Regions from separate parts of the Mus musculus genome. Here regions 1, 3 and 4 are each linked to region 2. The links are chromatin contacts, called in public HiCAR-type and promoter capture Hi-C maps. All regions are on one chromosome and are shown on one strand. Each heading gives the region's core, a stretch centred on a gene start, on an enhancer-like site or on the middle of the called end of the contact. The rest is flanking DNA. Distances are from core to core; before and after follow the strand shown.

Evidence for each region. Promoter capture Hi-C pulls out the DNA fragments that hold promoters and counts their contacts. HiCAR-type assays count read pairs that join an accessible place to other places.
Region 1: a contact with region 2 is called in a HiCAR-type map of astrocytes, with 3 times the contacts expected there. The contact joins the promoter of Nsun3 here to the promoter of Epha3 in region 2. A contact is called at or near these places in 3 of 39 promoter capture datasets (cranial neural crest, hippocampal neurons and liver) and 2 of 115 datasets of contacts at active chromatin or transcription factors (astrocytes and embryonic forebrain).
Region 3: a contact with region 2 is called in a promoter capture Hi-C map of the C10 cell line, with 5 times the contacts expected there. The contact joins the enhancer-like site here to the promoter of Epha3 in region 2. A contact is called at or near these places in 7 of 39 promoter capture datasets (3T3-L1-derived adipocytes, the C10 cell line, embryonic stem cells and 4 more), 1 of 15 datasets of contacts at CTCF or cohesin (large pre-B cells) and 3 of 115 datasets of contacts at active chromatin or transcription factors (astrocytes, differentiating embryonic stem cells and neural tube).
Region 4: a promoter capture Hi-C map of liver shows a contact between it and region 2, with 4 times the contacts expected there. The contact joins the promoter of Chmp2b here to the promoter of Epha3 in region 2. A contact is called at or near these places in 5 of 39 promoter capture datasets (the C10 cell line, embryonic stem cells, hippocampal neurons and 2 more), 2 of 484 Hi-C or Micro-C datasets (LSK cells and myeloid progenitors) and 3 of 115 datasets of contacts at active chromatin or transcription factors (astrocytes, differentiating embryonic stem cells and neural tube).

What each region holds. Positions count from the first base shown.
Region 1 is chr16:62,785,403-62,788,102 of GRCm38.p6, forward strand. Nsun3 (NOL1/NOP2/Sun domain family member 3) reads right to left here and starts at 1,314. Exons shown (of 6, transcript NM_178925.3): 1 at 1,269-1,314; 2 at 386-495. The coding sequence starts at 1,280.
Region 2 is chr16:63,862,848-63,865,547 of GRCm38.p6, forward strand. It overlaps Epha3 (Eph receptor A3), which reads right to left and starts at 1,328. Exons shown (of 17, transcript NM_010140.4): 1 at 1,113-1,328. The coding sequence starts at 1,200.
Region 3 is chr16:65,544,562-65,547,261 of GRCm38.p6, forward strand. It overlaps Chmp2b (charged multivesicular body protein 2B), which reads right to left. Exons shown (of 6, transcript NM_026879.3): 3 at 2,288-2,482; 4 at 716-818. Among named protein-coding and RNA genes, the nearest start is that of Chmp2b, 17 kb to the right of the region's middle. Within about 2 kb of position 1,355, at least 6 of the 459 cell types and tissues checked have an H3K27ac peak or open chromatin away from gene starts, as enhancers often do.
Region 4 is chr16:65,561,184-65,564,031 of GRCm38.p6, forward strand. Chmp2b (charged multivesicular body protein 2B) reads right to left here and starts at 1,579. Exons shown (of 6, transcript NM_026879.3): 1 at 1,292-1,579. The coding sequence starts at 1,325. It overlaps Gm36457 (predicted gene, 36457), which reads left to right and starts at 1,625. Exons shown (of 2, transcript NR_166048.1): 1 at 1,625-1,679; 2 at 1,784-2,336.

The DNA of each region.
Region 1 (2,700 bases), core at 64-2,563, 1.1 Mb before region 2:
TTGGTCTGTCCATGTGCACATGTGCTCCACATACAGATGGCATGGTGACAATAATTGCCAAATAAAGCCTGACTTTAGCTAAGATAGAGGAACACTGACTTTAAGGACTTGGTATTACCTGAATTTCATTAAGTTAAATTTCTTCCAAGTTAGGATTTTTATTACAGCGTTGTTTTAAAATGTGGTGCCTCCCCATTTTACAGATAAAAGCCAAGTGCTTGAGAGGGCATTACTATCTGCCCCACATTTCTACATGCCAGGTGATTCCTTCACACATAAAATGTACAGTCACCTCCTCCCTCCTGGACTGTGCCACTCTCAAGGAGGTATTTGCTACATACTTCCCTTTCCTCTCACAAAATATCAAGAGACGAACCATACTGACCTTACTGTACTCCAGGAATCCCCAAGTTCTTTCGAATACTGTTTGTCAAACTGATCCAACACAACTCTGCATAGCTGTTTGGCAAGCTTCCCCTCTGATTTTGCTTTCAGCTATGATGATAAGAAAAAGGTGCTGACAACACACTGTGATATCACATATTTATTGAAAGTTGACAGTGACATTAAATTTTCTTTATATCTCTACTTATTCGTGGAGACTTCCATACCTGTCTACAACATACTTTAATAAACACGTCTCCACACCACTCCAACTCCACCCAGACTCCCACTGTGTGTTCCCCTTCCAACTTCATGTCCTTTTAAAAAATCCACTCGGGAACAATTAGTGCTGTCGTTATGCACATGGGGGTGTGGAGCCATACCCCAAAGACAACTCTCTCCCGGCCTCAAGCCAGCTACTGCCAATAATAGCTAGTCAGGAGTGGGGCTTCCTGATTTTTAAAATGTCAGTTCCTGCCGTTGGATCAACTCCTTACTTGTAACAAAATTATTTCATGGTTTTTCTCGAAGTGGTAATTACCAAGTGTTAGAGGTGAATCTATGCTAAAAAAAAAAAAAATTCAGAAGCCATAAAAGTTTTGTTGTTGTTGTTTGTCTTTTAAAGTAAGACTGTAAAGAAAAAAGTATTCCAAAGTTTATTTACGGAAATAAGCATCGCCCCAACTTTCTGGCTCTCCCCTCATCACCGGGGTGCACCCAGGGCTGAGAAAGCTCGCAGTGACAATGTCGCCGGCCCGCGGGACAGCAGCAGCACCAGGAACACACTCAGCACGGTTCCGGGCTGTGGGCAGTGCGGGTCCCATCCCAGTCCACCCTGCCTCTCGGTGGCTTCAGCCCGGGGCGCTCGACCGCCAGAGCCTCACCCGAGTCAGCATGGTCCCCGCCTGAGCTCGCCAACTACGGGTCTCCGCTAGAGTTCGCGCGGGGTAACACGAAGAAACGCCATACTTCCGGGTCCTGCGAGGAGGTCACAGATGGGCTGGCTCGCAGTTCCTGTTTCCGGTCTCGCGAGATTGTAGACAAAAATCTCGCGGGAGACTCAGGTCCTGCAAGAGGCGGAGCCAAAGCTCTCTGGGGACTCCGGAGCTGCTGGGGTGCGAACCCCGAGCGAAGGGTGGAGTGTGGGTGCTGGTTTACAGAGTCACCCTTCCTGTCTCTGTTCATGGGGTCGAGAGAAGACCTGTATCAGTGTTTTAGATGCACAGGCATTGCTGGTTTACAAAACCGAACCCCGCGATGAGAAAAGCGGTAGAAAGATTAAATCGCGCCTCTCCTTACATTTGCCCGAGTCACTCTATCTTCAAACTGGGAAGTGATAAATGTTACACCGGAAGTACCGACTGCCCCCACTGAGACTGCGGGCATGTGCTGAGGGCTGGCCGTTAGCATGCTCTGTAGCCAGCTCGACAGGGATGCAGATATTTCCAGACATGCTCAGGTCTCCATCTATCAGCCTCTGAAAGAATGGACCCAAAGTATCAGGCTGAGAGAAGGAAAGAGGGGACAGCCATAGGGAAACTTGTCTTCTGGAAAGAGCTTTCCAACAGCTCTAAAATGTCAGAGCGTCTTCTAACAGGGTGAGATTGAACCCGGATGACAATGGCCAAAGACACGGGCGGAGGTTGGGTACGGGGTTCCACTGGATGTCTTTGTTCCTCTTCCCAATGTGGTCACCTTGAATAAACGGCCTTTTTCTGCTTTCCAGTTTCAATTTTGTTTTTTAAATAGGCTGATTTATTATAGGTGGCTGGACTTTGATATAAGAACTGTCACATCATTGGTACTTGAATAATACCTGTTTTCACCAAGCACTAAGACCACACTCCCAAGGACCAGGAAGGACTCACCAAGGCCCTGGCCTACTTCAAGCATCAGTGTTGACATTGTTAGGAATAACCACTCATTAGCATTTGCCTTGTTCTCTGGTAACAAACCAGAAATGTCTCAGAGATGATTTGGTCTCCTATAGTAACTAGGCATCTTCACGTTGAGATGGCACTCGATGCTCAAAGTATCAGTATAGGATATGCGATAGGTAGGTGCTGGACTCTCCAAATCCTATACAAAGGAAATGTCTTCTACACGAATGTGATTTAAAGCTTAGTTGGTTTTATTTTTTGTTTGTTTGTTATTTTTTTGTAAGTTCCTCAGTAATCTATAGTGTGTTAGAATTTTGATTCAGTATAAAATAAAATAATTGGTATGCAAATGACTACATGAATACACACCTGTTCTATATTTGAGAAAAAGTAATTCATTTACTCTTTAGCTGTTATATTCAGAGATTTTGTGCAT
Region 2 (2,700 bases), core at 78-2,577:
TACTGTGCTCCCTGCACTTCAGCTGTCCTCTATTGTTAACTTGCTCGATACAATTCTCAATGTTCAAAATCATTAAGAGGAAATTAAAGTTGTAAGTGTTGCTGCAAGGCAATCAATTATTCAGAGAAGTTGTCTTAAGAGTTTGTATTCACAAATCATTAAAACTAGATAATGAAAAGTCTGAAAAAAATATCATGAGTCTGCTCAGTATCCACGAAAACAAATATTCTCAATATTAGGTTTACACTTTGATCCATTGAGAATGCAAGGATGCCCGTTACACTGACAATAATTAATCCAGCATCAAGGAAATGCCGTTAGCTTTCCATGAGTGTTCTTTCTAATTTGCTAGTCTGTTATTTACTGTATCTACCCAGGAGCTAATTATCAATCAATCATTAAATGCATCCTTCTATGTGTATGAAAGGCCTTTTTACAAAAGAACCCAACTTAAGCTCACTGTATATCCCTTGAACCATCACTGCTGTTAATAATGTGGCATGCATATGCTACCCATGAGAACCTGTATCGCTGAGCACAGCATCGCCCGGCGGGATCCACAGCACTTCAATAAGGCGGTTGTAACATAAACACATGCACACACGCGCGCACTCAAACACCTCGGGTCCAACGAGCCCCCTTCTCTCCAGTCCATTCATAAGTGCCAAAGGGTGTAAGCAGGAGCAACCTGTCATTATCTTTAAAACACACCGCGGGGATCTCAAGAGAGGCTAGCCTTTTCTTTGAAACTTCTCAAAGAACCACATGGTCATAATTAGAAAATAAAATACTGCCTTGGCTATTTGGCAATTAACAGTCTGGGTTGTTAAAAAAAGAAAAAAAGAAAAAAAGAAACCGAAGGTTTTCTTTCTTTCTGGTTCAAATTGGTAAATGTGGTAATCACTTGAATCGCTCGCTATCAGATTAAAAACAGATTTATTATTATTTTTAAAGGTTTCTACAATCCCAAGACATCCCCCAAAAGTGTTTTGGGATTGCTACTGGGCAAACAATCTTTTCGCTGCCACTGCTTTCTGGGCATCTCAGGGAACAGCGCCGTCCGGGGGCTGTGGGCTCCGCTCCGGCGGGAGCGGCGCGGTTACCTGGCTTACCTTCGTTGGAAGGCTGTGGGCTCAGTTCTCCGGAGCAGCTGAGGACGCAGCAGCCGAGCAGGACGAGGATGGAGAGGTGACAATCCATGTTGCTGGTGCACCGGGCAGTGAGAGGAGCATATCTCCGCGAAGCATACCACTGATGTGAGGGGGAGCGCTCTGATTGCTGGAGAAGTTACCATGCTCCGCTCGCAGTCTGATGTCAAGTTTGACACTGGAGATAAGGAGGAGTCTGGCTGCCTTTCTGCGAACCCCGCTCGGGGACTTCTCTGGGTCCTAGTGCCGTCGCCAGCGGGCGCTGAAGAAGAGCAGGGCAGCCCCATGGCTGGCAGCCAGCTCCGTTCCACGGAGCTGCGGAAGAACGCAGAGGGGTGGAGGTCGAGAGTGTTGCTGGTGGGGTAGGAAAGCCAGAAGATGTGCTGGGACAGCGACAGCGACGGAGAGTCTTGGGAGCCATTCCGTTTTCACGGGAAGGCAGCTATTTGTTTGCTATACTTGATCAGTTGCCTATTTCTGAAAGATCCCTATTAGAGGTACTGTGAGTTGAAACTAATGTTCAAAAAAGTAGTATTGTTTTTAAAAGTGGAAGACGTTCATTCAATTATTGTAGAACGACAAAGACCATTGCAATTAATCCGTTTACTGTGTTCTGTGTGTTCACAGTCCTCTTAGTGATTCAACAAGATAAAAGTAGACTGCTCAGTCTACCACATGGTATTGGGGCTGTTAAAGGCATTTGATACAGCAATCTCAGCTGAAACAGAGAGGTCACAGTCAGGTTCTGAACACTGGCAAATAGCCGTTGCCCTCCCAGGACAGGAACAATCCTAGCCAAAGCCATAGCTTCAGACTACCACTCATTCCATCGGATGGTTGCTGGATTTGCAATATAAATCGAAAGTCCTGAACAAGGAATGCTCCTGCCTACAACTAGCTAGCACTAGAACTTTCCTGTTTTGTGAGACTCGGAGATTAACTCATAGCTCCCTGTTCTGCCTTCCAGCTGCCACTAATCTGGGACTATTTGAAGGCTGCTCTTTTAACGCTGAAAAATCCAGTATTTCCTAGAGAACAATGTCCTTGGACTTGCTAAATTACTTTGCATGATGGTTACAAACGGTCTCATGCTGAACAACCTCACTGCAACCTACTTCAGCCATGTAATTTATCCAATTTCTACTTTAAGATCTCTTTTGAATTATCTTTGAAATAGGTCCCAGAAAATGATTCCTCACCAACCCTCTCAACCACCCATCCATCTCAGCCTATCCTGAAAAGGAGCAAGATGACTTCCTTACACGGCTTCAAAACGGAAAATTAGGTTGACAACGTTAACGCCAGTGATCAGTGTTAGAGCCCTGAGAAGGGAGACGGAGTAGGTTTTTAAGGGTCCTGATAATAAGATGTGTATTTCACAAGCACTCCACTTTCTATGACCCTGGAATTTAGGCTAATGGCTTCTGATACTCTTTGTTGACTGTTTGGTAAAGATGGGTTGGGTTGAAGAAGCCAGATGGAAGAGACTGATTCTGTTCACACTTCCTCGAGAGACTTGTCTCCCTAACTCCTTCTCACATTAGGCCACCAG
Region 3 (2,700 bases), core at 105-2,604, 1.7 Mb after region 2:
AAAGAAAACAGAAACAGAAACAAAAACAAAAACAGGTCAATAAAAAAAAGAAAATAGAACCCAACAAACTAATCAACAGAGGGTGAGAGGATAAAAGAACAAGGAAAAAGCTTGAGAATCACAGAGAATCACACACAGAGAGACACACACACAGACACACATATACAAACACAAAACACATAAAAACACAAGTTGGAAGCTATTATAAATAAGCAAGATTAACAACAACAATAACAACAAACCAAAACAAGCCCAGACAATGCGTTATGAAACAAACCCCTCCGCTCTTAGCGCTGTTTTGAATTTCTTCCACAGTCAAGCTTGTGGCCTGTCCTTAAGTGTAGTTTGTAAGGCAGAGACTCCGTTAGAGAAAACTCTTTTCCCCTGCAGGCGGAGGTCAGCTGCAGACATCTTCTTAGCTGGTCATGGGAGAGCTTGTCCACTTCCCTGCTCAGTAGTGGGACCCCATCTGGCTTGGACCTGGGTGAGCCCTGTGCATGCTGCCGTTGGCTCTGTGGGTTATCAGCGGAACATACTTTATATGTTCCCTGCGGTTAAAACACTGACAGAATTTTGAGTCTTGACATGAATATAGTTCTCACTGGTGTCACTTCTGTCTTCACGGTATGTGTGCCTGTGGCCGGAACATGGGACTGCTAGGACCCAAACTTGGTTAAATTCAAAGAGGGGAACACTATACATTTCTTAAACTTACTCATTTCTTCAGTCATTTCCATTTTCATGTTTTCCTTCTGGAAATTCTGCATTGTTTGTAGTGTCTTCTGTGGATCCATTTTCTTGTTGACTGCTTGCATTGTCTTTTAGAAATGAAAAGAACCATGTTAGCAACCCAATTATGAAAGCTGTTCTATAGAGTAAATCTGAAGGCAGCACGTCAAATACAGTTTCCACTAACCTAGTGTTAAGTCCACTCCAAAACCTTGTATATGGGACCTAACAACTGAAATCTGTTTAGCAAGACAGCCTCATTCCCCAGTACAGCTCTATTGGCAGGCTGACTTTTATCTCTTTAAATGTGTATACTGACCCTGAGATAGAACCGTTACATACACTAGTCCCTTATGAGTGTTCCTCTCTGTTCTAAGCAACTTGCATATGCTGAAATTAAAGTTACATGACATTTAAACACAAGAATTTTATGTGTTGGTTCCTTCCTTTTCCCTCCTACTAAACATGAAAAACAGAGTCACAGAAGGTGCAATAACTTGCACAAAGTCACACTATTCTGTGAAATGTTATTTGAGTGTAAGCAAAGTTTTAGAGTTCTGCACACACTACATCTCCTATGAGCTGCCTCTCAAAGAGACTCTTAAAAATCCATGCAGGTTAAGTCCTGGCTTAGCCATTTCAGCTGAACTACTTGAGTATATAAAGAAATACTTGCTGACCAAATAATACATTCTTAAGACACTTAATTAAGACTTCCAATTCAGATACACATACATGGCAAAAGTGCATTAGATTTCATTTCAAGCCTAGTATTTACAGAAAACAGCAAAGTCATTGTTTGCCTAAACACTTGTGTAAAGTTAATAGTCTACATATGTGAGCTTCATATGACCTTGTTCCCAAATTAGTCAGATATTTAGCTCTGTCTGTCTGTAAGACTACAGAGGAGACCAAAATACTTGCTTTTGAGTACTTTCATCAATAACTGAAATGCTCAGTCCATGAAACACTAACAGTTAAAGCTTTGATTGTATACATGCACACGTGTGCACACACAGTGTGTGTATGTATGTATGTATATACATATAATTATAGATACATACACACATTACACTATATATACATATATAGTGTGGTGTGTGTATATACATATAATTATACACTTACACATACACACATATAAATATAAGTTCTTCAGTTCTTGAAATGCAAAAGTTTCGTGTGGTTCTCAACAACATTTACAAGTGAATCAAGAGAAAATTGTTATTCAAAACTTGTCAGAAATAATAGAAAAAAGAAACCACCAACTTTTCTGACAATTTATTGAAAAAAAACAAAAACCCCAAACAACTGAAAACACGATTCTATGTCAATTCCAGATAAACTTTGAAGCTACATGTGAGCTTGGAAAAATGGGAATGTCCTTTTAACACCCCAATCACTAAGCTAGATGCACAATTACTTGGATTGTCTAAACTCACTTTATTTATAGCTAAGATTTTTTATACCCCAAATGTACAAGAAAGTGCATTAAAATCTGGTTTGAATATTAATATTAACATATCCTCGAAAAACAGACACCAAATCTCCCAGTTACCTTTGCAGTGGTAGACATGGCACCGGCCATCTTCATCTGGGAATTCATCACTTTCGTTTGTGTGGACATAGAGGTGACTTTTGAGCTTACAGCGAACGTTCTTGTCTTCTGTTTCCGTAGGTGGACAAGCTGCTTAGCTAAAACCCTGCACGCTTCCTTATTACCAATCTTGGCCATCTTCTTAATTTCTAACTCCTAAGAAGAGGAAAGAAGATAAGGAAATAAAATCAAGGGGCAGTCATCAGAGAGTATCTGGAAACATATATCTAGTAGGCACAACGTCCCTGGGAAGAAGGGTAACTCCAGCGGCTCCAAACGATCACATGGGGGCCCTGGTACCTCATCCTAGAAAAGAAAGTAAGGCTACAAAACAGTACATGTGTATAGTCCAGAGGAAAATATGAAGTGAAAAT
Region 4 (2,848 bases), core at 329-2,828, 1.7 Mb after region 2:
ACACAATCCAAACTATCATGGTAATGATTAAACAATACTCTCAGGAAATTCCAGAAAACACCCACTTCAGGTAACTGTATTATACCACATAGCAAGTTAGTAGCTAATTCCAGAGGCTGAAAATGGTGCTTCTCAATTAGTAAAAAGTCAACATAGTGAAAACAAAAAACAAAAAAAAAAAACAAAAAACAAAAATTTAAAAAGTCACTCAGAAGAAGCAAAACTGCACTCTGCTGTCTTACAAATGAGGGATAAAATGGCATCCTGTGTGGAAATGAAAGGCCATGTAGCAGGGTAGAGATGGTGTCTTTGTTATCCTCCCCCCAAATCTGGCACTAGAACAGTGAACACAAAGAAATGAAGGAGTTACCCCAACTCAGGGCTGAGCTCTGGGTTTGTACCAATCACAGTCTAGCTGCCCCTGCTCCTTGTGTGGCTGGGCTAGACCCTTCCTTACAAAGGAATGATTATTTGGCTGAAGCAACAGCAACCTGGGCTCGACATGCAATGAAAAGCAATTTTTAGATTACTTGGTGGGAATGTAATACCTGGGACAGCCGCGTATAACATACACACTACAGCACAGCCTGTGAATGCTACCAAACTTGTACATTCCAATACGTCCAGTATTTCCCTCATCACAAGATGGCACTAAGCCACCTGAAACAATGTGTTTTTAAAAACGCGAACTTCTATGAAAATTACACCACCCTCACTTTCGTTGACAGAAGATAACCATAAAGGAAAAATCTGCACTATGCAAAAACTATACCGGGACCCTTCCCTTGGGCTTAGGTTTTTCTGCTGGAGTCTTTCTTACGTGTAACGCTAGGTGTTTGTAAAAATACAGCCAGCCTGGCCCCAAGTTTATTTCCTAAGTGGGCCCGCTGTGACCTCCTGCCTTGTCCCCTAGTAAACACACATCCCTTTCGGATGTCAGGAAGTGCGGCGTCTTCACGGAAGGAGCAGCCAACGAGCAGGGAAAAAAACTACCATGAAATTCATCAACTCGCCAAGTCTAATGACACCCGAGAGCCAGCACTGGTCTGCCTCCCTAGAAAGCTCAGAAATCCTCTCCGGAGTGGGGCGGGCGAGGGTGGGGGGAGAAAAACGAGGGTGGGGTGAGGGCAGTCAGGAGGGCGAGCCGGCCAGGTAAGCCAGTGGAGCCGGAGTCACGCAGCCATGGTCACCTGTGGGGCCTCCGACACGGGCCCACCTCGGGGGACAGCACCCGATCCGAGGCCGGAGCTCCCCAGAGACCCCGGGCGGGTGAGCCTGGCCCCGAACTCACCGTCCACAGTCTTCTTCTTGAAGAGGGAGGCCATGGTGAGCGGCCGCGCCCGGGCGGCCCAGCTCGGCCCGGTTCGGTCCGGCCCGGTTCTGGGAACAGGACCGGTAGAAGGACGGATCCCGGAGAAGCCTGGCAGCGGCGGGAGGAGGAGGACGGGGTCTCCAAGCTCGACCTGCGGCGGGCGTGGCTCCGCGAGGCTCCCGAGAACGCGTCCTGGGTGCTCAGGTGACCGGGAACTAAGACACTTTTTTGGAGAAGTCACTTCTAGGCGGCGCGTGCGCAGTCTGCGAGCACGCCTGCGCACTGCGCCTCTGAAGCCGCAGCGGTGCCCTCACTTCAAAGGCTGCCCGCTCTTCCCTGCTTTCCGTTGCGACCCGTCCGGACCTAGGTTGGCAAGGCTGGCGGCGCGTGAGTCTGCAAGATGCTCGCTTGGTTTCTGTGCTGACCTCGGGCAAGAGTGAAACCTGATCCACGCCTTCCTTGTTGTTCCAGGTTGTTGGAATTAGGGATCCTGGGGATGTGTGGTGGACTGCGGACCTGAGACTGATTGACAGTAGGACTCCCAAGCGATCAATGCAAAGGCCTTAGGGGATGCCCTGCTAGGCTTGTCCCAGGTGATCTTCCCAGACTGCCCTGATGCTACCTGACTCCTGGCTGCCTCTTGCGGGACCCATCTTCACCTACCACCCGGTTTCTGGTGTTTCCACCAGCCTGCTTCTGTCCCTGGGGATCTGGGGTTCAGAGATTGTCCAGGAGAGGAGTGACAAGCGAATTCTAATGCCACACTATTGTTTAATGCTCCTGACTTGGAACAAGAAAGGCTGCTGATACTTGTGTTCTTGCTTAGAACCCAACTTGTTTAGGTGTCACATAAATGCGGAGGAAAAGACACACAGTCACACACCAAAAAATGGCTGCACAGTGAATCTATGAAATTGCTACATAGCACTTGGTTGATATTTAATACCAAAAGTCTCCATACCCTGTAAAAAGGACAGTCATTTAAGTTCTTGACTGTATAAAATAAATATGGAAATCATAATCATTCATGACTATGTATACATCTTCCTGATTAATGTATTATTTCTATTTACAATCATAATTATGTCTTGAACATATTCCCCTGCGAATCCCCTGTTTAGCAGCAATGCCTTTCATGGGATTACAAAGCAAAACAGTGACAGGCAGGGGGAGCATTTAATCCCAGCACTTTGAAGGCAAAAAAGGTAGGCAGATCGCTGTGAGTTCGAGGCCAGACTGATCTACATAGAGAGTTCCAGAATAGTCAAGGCTACACAGACAAACCCAGTCTCGAAACAACTACTACAAAAACAAAGATACCAAAATTGCTGAACCCCGAGATGTGTTATTCAATGGTAGAACTTATGATTATATGTCTGGCCCTGGTTCAATTATTAGTACTTAATAGTAGGAGTAGTAATAGCATTTTTTTCATAGATATGACTTCAAATGCCAGGGTCACTCTAAAACGTTACTATGATTCATTTTAGGATCATAATAATGTTTTTCAAGAATGTTTAAGCTTTGGGGATCGAT